Regions from separate parts of the Mus musculus genome. Here regions 2 and 3 are each linked to region 1. Evidence: chromatin contacts called from public Hi-C data. All regions are on one chromosome and are shown on one strand. The core of a region is the stretch at or near the end of the contact, and the rest is flanking DNA. Distances in the headings are between cores, read along the strand shown.

The links. Hi-C and Micro-C count contacts between places; a contact is called where the count stands out from the background.
Region 2: a Hi-C map of CD4 T cells shows a contact between it and region 1, with 2.3 times the contacts expected there. The contact joins the enhancer-like site here to the promoter of Slc4a7 in region 1. A contact is called at or near these places in 2 of 39 promoter capture datasets (cranial neural crest and pre-B cells), 2 of 484 Hi-C or Micro-C datasets (CD4 T cells and rod photoreceptor), 1 of 115 datasets of contacts at active chromatin or transcription factors (memory CD8 T cells) and 1 of 9 other capture datasets (liver).
Region 3: a contact with region 1 is called in a Hi-C map of LSK cells, with 5 times the contacts expected there. The contact joins the enhancer-like site here to the promoter of Slc4a7 in region 1. A contact is called at or near these places in 3 of 39 promoter capture datasets (cranial neural crest, neutrophils and pre-B cells), 1 of 484 Hi-C or Micro-C datasets (LSK cells) and 1 of 9 other capture datasets (liver).

What each region holds. Positions count from the first base shown.
Region 1 is chr14:14,701,593-14,704,434 of GRCm38.p6, forward strand. Slc4a7 (solute carrier family 4, sodium bicarbonate cotransporter, member 7) reads left to right here and starts at 1,433. Exons shown (of 26, transcript NM_001360504.1): 1 at 1,433-1,688. The coding sequence starts at 1,641.
Region 2 is chr14:14,063,525-14,066,366 of GRCm38.p6, forward strand. The region is part of intron 4 of Atxn7 (ataxin 7); the gene reads left to right. It also overlaps the pseudogene Gm31222. Among named protein-coding and RNA genes, the nearest start is that of Atxn7, 52 kb to the left of the region's middle. Within about 2 kb of position 1,462, at least 81 of the 459 cell types and tissues checked have an H3K27ac peak or open chromatin away from gene starts, as enhancers often do. A contact at or near this core is called in rod photoreceptor, where this site is marked.
Region 3 is chr14:14,087,359-14,090,200 of GRCm38.p6, forward strand. Atxn7 (ataxin 7) reads left to right here. Exons shown (of 12, transcript NM_139227.4): 5 at 1-174; 6 at 1,838-2,097; 7 at 2,669-2,751. Among named protein-coding and RNA genes, the nearest start is that of Psmd6, 32 kb to the right of the region's middle. Within about 2 kb of position 1,368, at least 92 of the 459 cell types and tissues checked have an H3K27ac peak or open chromatin away from gene starts, as enhancers often do. A contact at or near this core is called in LSK cells and neutrophils, where this site is marked.

The DNA.
Region 1 (2,842 bases), core at 183-2,682:
CTGAAGATGGTGGGAGGACTGCATTTCATGAGAGAGACTTCTTCCTGTCTACCCGAATCTGAGAGCAGAAGGTCTGATGGACATTTGTGAGAGAGCAAGGGACACCTTTGCAGTTCCAGACCCATGGTTTATAATGTGCTCATGAACTCCTAAAGGCCTTGTGTCCTAAATACCCAACACCATTGCATTGGGGATTAAGTTTCCAATACAGTTTTTTAGGGGACACAGTCAAATCACACACAAATATACTTTATAGTATTGTGTGGATTAAAGAGGGGCCATATTTGCAAAATGTCACTGTCTGTAATTCTAGATCTTTTCAAATGGTAGCTGTTATTAATGGAAGCACACCTGTTCTTGGACAGTCGTGTGTGAGCCTGCCCTGTACCTCTCTGGGAAATTTAGAACAAAGCCAGGAGGGGTCTGGGACCCAAAGCAGTACCCAGTACACTTTGCTATTTATTGATAATGGGTTAGGGATGAGTCTTGACCTGATGATAAGTATTTCCTTTCATAATCGAATTTAGATTTTCTCAGCTCAACCTTTTATTGTCTTTTTTTTTTTTTTTTTCTTGAGACAGGGTTTCTCTGTGTAGCCCTGGCTGTTCTGGAACTCACTCTGTAGACCAGGCTAGCCTAGAACTCAGAAATCCTCCTGCCTCTGCCTCCCAAGTGCTGGGATTAAAGGCGTGCGGCACCACTGCCCGGCTCTTTTATTGTCTTTATCAACAACCTGTTAACAATAGTGATAAGCACACCACAAGTGACACACCTTCACAGAGGGACAGAAATGTATTTAATCCTTCAATGTCCATTTGTGATGGAGACCATCACCTCCACACCCAGGTAGATAGTAGACAAGCACCCTACCTATAGGGTCGACCCAAGAGTGGGACAGGTTGTGGAACTAGGCCAGTGCAGGGAGTGCACTAGGCAAGTTGCTAAATGTATCCCCTCTTTTACAGGGTCCACGATAGAGTTACCTCTAGGAGAGAAACTTGCAGAGGCAGAGAATGAATCTGGCGTCGTCCTGTTTCTCTCCTGCTTGTAAAACACGTGGTGAGGAGCTGAATGGGGTGATGACCCCATTCCACTTCGAAAGTCTGTAGAACTTCCGATTCGAAAAACCGAGTTCCACTCTCAGCCTCGGTCAATTAAGTCTTTACAAAGAGGGGCGGGGCCTCCGGGAAACTGACCTGGGGGGCGGGGGAGGCGACAGACCCTTCCGAGCTGCTGATTGGCTGATACGAATGTCTGTCTTCTTTTGTCTCCGCCCTACCTCCAAGCCCCTTAGCCACTGGAGGCGGTCGCTCGACGCCGGACCTGGTGCCTAACAGGCAGGGGGCGTGCTCCGGGGGGGGCGTGCCGGAGCGCGCCCCGCCCCCGCCCCCGCCCCCGCCCCCCAGCCCCGCCCCCCGCCCCGCCCCCGCCCGGGCGCCGCTGCCTCCTCCGCGCCGCGTCCTCTGCCCGTCTCAGTCCTCGCGGCACGCCGTTGCCTCTCTCTCCCGGAGAACGTCCCGCGCTCGCAGCGGTCGCCGCACTCCGGGGCCAGCTCTCGGCGGCCAGCGCTCCGCACAGGGTCTCCCTCCGCGTGCCCGTCTCTGCTGCGGTCGCGGCCTCTCAGAGCTCCGGGGCGGGCCATGGAGGCAGACGGGGCCGGCGAGCAGATGAGACCGCTACTCACGCGGGTAAGGAGCGGGGAGGCCGAGGCCCGCAGACAAAGGCGGCGTCGCGGCGGGGCTGCCGGCGGCCTATGCTGGCGGCCGCGCGCCGCCGTCGCCTTTGTGTGGCGGGGGTCGCAGGGGACGGCCGGCTTCGAGCCCTCGGGGACGCCTCTCCCGAGGACGCGTGTCCGCCGCCGCAGTGCCCGGCTCTCAGACGCGCGGCTCCGGGAGCCGTGTTCTCCCGCCGCGTGGACGCTGCCGTCCTTCAGCCCAGGCTGCTGTTCCTGCCGCCGCCGCCGCCTTCAGCCTGTGGCCGGAGTCGGGACCGGCCGTCGGGGCCGGCGCTCTGTGGCGTGTTGGGTCGCAGGCCCAGGAGAAGCACCGTGAGTGCAGTGTCCTCCTCCGGGCTCCATAGAAAGAGAATGGACCGAGAGAGACCCCAGTGCTCTGCGCCGCGCGTCCCCAGTCCAGCCGATCCCGCTTTCCCAGTGCAAGCAGCCTGAGTAAGGGCGGACTTGGGACGCGCAGAAACTGGGCTCTCATTTAAACGGGGGAGGGGGCGGGGGGCACACAAGTGGCCCGTTCTCTAGAAACAGGAACGTGTATGTGCCCTACAGAAGAAACTGCTTTCTCCTTTCAGAGTCTCTGACTCAAAGGATGTGGTGGTACTAATTTTCCTACTTCCAATTTTTACTCTGACCAGTGAAATGGGAGGGAAGGTTGCAGGGATGAATTTTCCAGTCTTTTCAAAACAAGGAAAAGGACATTTTGCCGGTTTTTTTTTTTTTTTTTTTTTTTTTTTGGTAGAATTTTCCTTAAGGCTCCCTCCTCTCGTTACTTTAAAAGTTATTGTGGAGGCCGTGGGCGGTGATCATTCATTACTTCACAGTATTCAAATATAAACTCTTTAAATATAAAGGAAAACTTCGGTCTTAAGACTGTGAAGTTCTGTAGTGGTTATGGGTTTGATGGGTCACAGTGATGAAGTACTGGAAACTCCTTAGGATTCTTTTTATGGCCTTTGAATGAACCTTCAGGACCTTCTCCAAGACTATCTGTCAAATACACTGTTGCTTGTTCTTAACCTTATTTGCACATTTTCAGCTGAACAGTAAACAGTATCAGTTTTCATAAACCTGGGTAAAAATGTTGTATTCTCTATCACAGTCTATTTAGGC
Region 2 (2,842 bases), core at 212-2,711, 640 kb before region 1:
TAGAGTGAAACCCTGAGTCATAAAAGCAGTGTGTGTTACCTTTTATGTAAATAAGCAAAGTGACGTCATCCCAAACGTGCTCCTCAGCCTTCCCCTGCTTTCCTGACTCTAACTGCATAAGAGCCCATCGAGTCTCGGAACTATCAAAGAACTGAATATCCCTGTGCTGTTTTCTCATGCAGAACTAGGAGTCTTGTTAGTAGGTACTTTAGTAACAGAGTGACAAAGTGCTCGTGTTCTGCACATTGCTGCTGTCTACTTAGCAGTACTGGTGCTTGTTCTCAGGTTTTTAACAGTCCCCACTACTTTTAAAGAATGGCCATGCTGCAGCTTCCACGGCCTGACATGGGCTTCCGGATTATTTTTTTGTCTTTGACCCTTTGAACAAAGCCACTCTTGGGCATATGTGTAAGTGTAGTGATAGTGCCTTGTGTGAGAGTCTCAAGAAAGGATTCTGGGTCAGAATTAGTAGTCATTGCATTGATGCTAGCTGCTACTAGATGGATTTACAAAAGGATGGAGGTTCGTTGTGTCTGTTGTTACTAGCCATACCAAATATTAATCCTATGGGGGGGGTGATGGATTTATTTTCTGAATTTCTATGTACTTTTCTAAAGTCTCTCACATTGTTTCTTATACACACGTGCACGCAGGCACACACACGAGGCAAAGAATTATTTCAAAATGAGTGACTTTAAAATACTCTAACAAGTCAAAGTAATTTTTAGTATTGTAGGGAATTTCTGTAAACATTCTGTATGGCTTTTACCTTGGGTGGGAAAGTGGAATTGTTCAATCTGGGATTCGTTCCTGCAGTGTGTAACATGGAGTGAGCGTTCAGCAAGATTAATTGCAAGGCCAAGGAAATACGTCATCATTTTTCTGGTCTCAGCATCCTCTTTTCATTTGGTGTAATTCATTATCTCTTAATACTGTTCATGTTTGTCCATCAATTGATAACGAAGCTTAGGGATCAGACAGTGGTTCACACACCTTTGTAAATCAGACCATGGGGGATAATGTATTGTCTGCCTTACATTCATGAAGTGTGTGATTTGGCCCTGAAAAGCCATCTCTTGCTAGATCAGAAGAGGTAAGGCAGAGTAAAGCTACTGTGTAGGATTAGCCCCTAAGGTGAATTATCTCATATAAACTTCGTTTCCCACCTCTCCTAATGAGCATTGCATAATAGCATAGCTCTGTTTTTTGGTGAAGCTAACCTGATTCTAACTCTAGTCTTTGAGGCCCTCAGCTGAATGAATTGCTTGGTATTTCCAAGTTTGAAAATACTTTCTTCCCCTTTCAAGTGTTCCTTGGCAGCAGCTAAGGAATGTTAAAGCTGCTTTAAGTGCCAATTAAGGCCAATTATAACCTGCCTGGCCTGCTGAGACAGTGGAGTTAGTGGAGGCCTGTGTTGTTGTACGATGAGGAACTGCCTGCAGCCAGCGATGGGAGCATAGAATTTCATAACTGCCAAGGGCTTGTTTGTTCTCAGAGCACGGGATGACTGACACTTGTGCTGTTCAGGAAATCCCGGGGTCTGTGAAGGACAGACTAGTTTATGTAGTACTGACTTACATGGTACTCTTACTCTTTGGTTTCTTCAGAAGCTGCCTGACACCTGGATTGTAATCGGTGATAGAGCAGACTTCCTGAGTTCCTGGCTGTGTACTTGGTATTGCAGTGCATGCACTGTTTAATTTACACTCTTCCTGTAGGAGGAGGCATGATGCTAGGTGAATCCAGATCCTTTCCCTTGAGTTGGAACTGTTAGACCGGTCCCTCTGGCTGCTCTGAGTGCTGGTTCCCAGGAGAGGGGGACGGCTCCGTGACTCTTAGCCACAGTGGAATGGCAATGTGTGTGTCCTTGTAACTATGGTAATGTGTGTCCTTGTAACTATGGCACTTACAGAATTTTTGGTCTGGAAGGATGTTATTTACTTTCATTAAAATCATCTTTTAGTAAGTAATTTTCATCTTTTTAGTAAGGTGCCCTAATGATTTCCATAAGAAAAGATATGTGACAATCAAAACCAAAAAGTATACAAAAAGCTTTCTGAGCACTGTTGGGAAATAATTTAAGCAATAGTAATGCTTTTCAAGAAGAGCAAAGCTAGGACTGGCCGAAACAGAATTTTCTACAGAGCACTGAGAGCATTGAGTGTTTTAAGCTTTAGTATGAACTTTAGTCTTAATTTTTGTGTTTATGTACAGCTTGTCAGTGTAAAAAATTATGTTCTCCTCAGTCTTCACTATCCCGCCTGCTTTCTCTCACATAGTAAAAGCACAAGCTCAAAGTTATTTCTCTTAGGTATGAACATGTCTGCATCCCAGCTGCCCTGAAGGCTGAAGTAGGAGGTCAGAAGTTTTAGGGCTAGCCTCATTATTAGCAAGACTGTCTCAAAATAAAGTAGGCAGTAAGCAGACTACAGGGATCTTCCCTAGCCAGGCACAGGGCCCTCAGTCCCAGAGCAGTCATAGATTGCCTGCTTTCAGGATCTTTTTTTCTTACTAGCACTGTCACCATATACAGAAGGGGACATTAGAAAGGCACACACACACACACACACACACACACACACACACACACTAAAAACACAAGTGGATAATGGCTGTTCTTAAATTGTTCATTTTTTAGATATAGTGAGATGGAAATTAAAACTACTTTGAGATAGCATTCCCTCTCCCCAGTCAGAGTGGCTATCACCAGTCAATCTCAACAGTTGGTGAAGCGTGTTTGGAGAGAAAGGGATCCTCACACACGGTTGGTGAGTGTGCAGACAGCCGTGGGGAAAGTCCGTGTGGAGATGTCTCAAAAAAAGGAAAGGAAAAGAACTACCAC
Region 3 (2,842 bases), core at 118-2,617, 610 kb before region 1:
GTCCAAAAGCAAAGGCAGTGGTGCTGGTGGAAGCAGCCGGCCTCCCAGTGGAGGGGTCCTTTGCGCATCCTCAAGCTCCAAGTTACTCAGATTGCCCAAAGAGAAACTTCCGCTCAGGGGAAACATGAAACCCATGCATCCCGTGCAACAGATTAAAGTCCCCCACGGACGAGTGTAAGTATGGCCATGTGGGTTTGTAGGCTTCCCTTAGTTGTCAGGATGAGTCAGTCCTGTGTGAGAGCATCCAAGAATGCCTGAGTCTTTAGAGAGTTCACTTGAGGAGTTCAAGAACACTGGTAGTGCTTTTCCTTTCCCTACCTCAGGTTGGAAGCTACTTAAGTTATCACTGTTAATAAGGCTAGTAATATTTATTGATCCTTTCCTGTGTGAGTTATTGAAACTGAGCTATATCTGTCTGTGATGCCATGAATTGGCCACAGCATCCCTGTGAGTCTGCATTGTTGTCCCCTTTTTCAAACCATGGGGAAAGGAAGCCTGTGCGCAGGTGCTTTATGAGGTCTTTAAGTCGGAGAGGTCTGGGTTTGAATCCGACTTCTATTGTCTTCCTGGTGGAAGTGAGGCAGGGGTCTAAGGCATCAGGGTTTCTAAGTCACAGCAGTGAGGGGGAAAGACTAGAAGGAGTCTCATTTCCGTGGTTTCTTTGACTAGCTACTGAAGTGGGTCTGGAGCTAGGAGCTTTTTTGAGGTCACGTGGAAGAAGAGCAGTATACTGTGGTTGAAGTTTATCTTGCTTTGTCATGATATCTCGCAACCTGATGGCAAGTAGTGTTTCCTTGGCCTGCTTCCCTTTTTGGGGGAGAATATGCCGTCCATTTTATCCCCAATGTCTCATAACCTTGGTTATCTCAGAAAGCAGTCGGGTACCTGCTACTGCACAAGGACTTTGCTAACTGGGTGAGGTGAGAGGAGTTTGCAGTGACTGGGCTGTTGTAAGGCTGTTCCAGGAATAGCTCTTCAGCGCACTCTGTTCTGGTTGCTGAGCCCCCAGCCCCTGCTCATTGAGAACGAGCACAGGAAACCTGGCTTTCACTATCTGGCTTAGCTGTCTGAAAACCACAGAAACAGCAGGGCAATGTTGAAGTCACTTGGCAGTTTAACAGCTATTAGAGTACAGACTGCACTAGAGTTTGCAAGCACTTATCCAAGGATCCACTGTCGAGTGAAGCCTTAGGGTTTTGCTGACATCACTTTTACTAGGCAATATAACAGTGTCGGTAAGATAATAAGAGAAGTTGCTTTGTTAGTGGCATGGGTCTTCCTGCTTATCAACTGGTTGCCGGTTGCCTCTGTCCTATGCTGGTGTCATAGAAGCCTGTGTTGAGGGATTGGAGTGCCTAAATGGTGACACAGGATGTACTGATTCAAGGCTTACTTGTTGGCAGCAGCAGAGTGGCTTCAGGGGACATTCAGTGCGGTGTTAGGTGTCTGCATTTAAGTTCTCAGAGGGCTTCCGTGACTCATACTCTCCTTGTTTAATAATTTCTTTCATTAACATGATGGCTCTTGTGAGGGATTCTTCTGGAATTCTGTGGCATCATCTTGGTCCCTCTAGATCTCTTCATGCTTTGCTCCTTGTAGAAACTGCATTGACTGTGAGGTCTAAGTTTCAAACAGGATAAAAGAGGTCAGGTTTATACACTGGGTTTTTTGTACAAACTTGGCTCGCTGTTAACTCTGCTAGCTTTTCTTAGTGGTTCAAACAAAATGTCAAAGGCCTTCCCAGAGCCTGTGCATACTCAGGTAGATCGAGGCTCTTCTCCCATCCCTCTGGAGTAACAGGGCTCTCATTTAATGCATTCCCACTTTCCTGCAACAGCATGACGCCCTCTGTGAAGGTAGAAAAGATGCATCCGAAGATGGATGGCACACTACTGAAATCCACAGTGGGGCCAGCCTGTCCTGCTACTATGAGCTCTGCAGTCAAGCCTGGCCTTAACTGTCCCTCAATACCAAAGCCAACCTTGCCTTCACCCGGACAGATTCTGAACGGCAAAGGGCTTCCTGCAATGCCTACTCTGGAAAAGAAATCTGAAGACAGTTCTAATAACAGGAAATTTTTAAATAAGAGATTATCAGGTAACATCACACTTCTTTCTCAAAGTTTCTGTGTACAGAAGGTTGGGTGTATAGATTGGTTTTTTTTTATTAGTTATTTTCTTTATTTACATTTCAAATGTCCTCTTTCCTAGTTTCCCCTCTGAAAATCCCCTATCCCTCCCCCCTCTCCCTGCTCATCAACCCATGCTCTCCTGCTTCCTGAACCTGGCATTCCCCTATACTGGGGCATGGAACCTTTGCAGGACCAAGGGTCTCTCCTCCCATTTATGACCAACTTAAAGCTAGTTGACTTGAGCCATGGGAAGAGGTTCATTCATGGTGGACTTGTCTTGTGGTTTTAAAGAGCACACTTGCTTTTGTGTATACTCACCTTCTGTATGGAAATCTGTTCCTCATGATTTTTCTGAATATAGATACCCTTTCTCAAAATACATAAGCAAATATTGTTCTAGTTATCAGTTCTCTCCAGCGAGAATAATGTTTACTGCAATACACATTGTATTCTGGCTATAATTTGCACATCTTGAGATTCCTCTTATTTAAAAAGTACAGTATGTCCACTGCAATAATGTTTGTATGCTTCTGACAGAAAGAGAGTTTGATCCTGACATCCACTGTGGGGTCATTGATCTGGATACCAAGAAGCCCTGCACCAGGTCTTTGACTTGCAAGGTAGGTGCCTCCTGAAGGCAGAGGTGAAGGCTATACCATACCATTCACACATCTGTCTGACCCATTGTGGAGCCAGTGCTTGTTGGCTCCC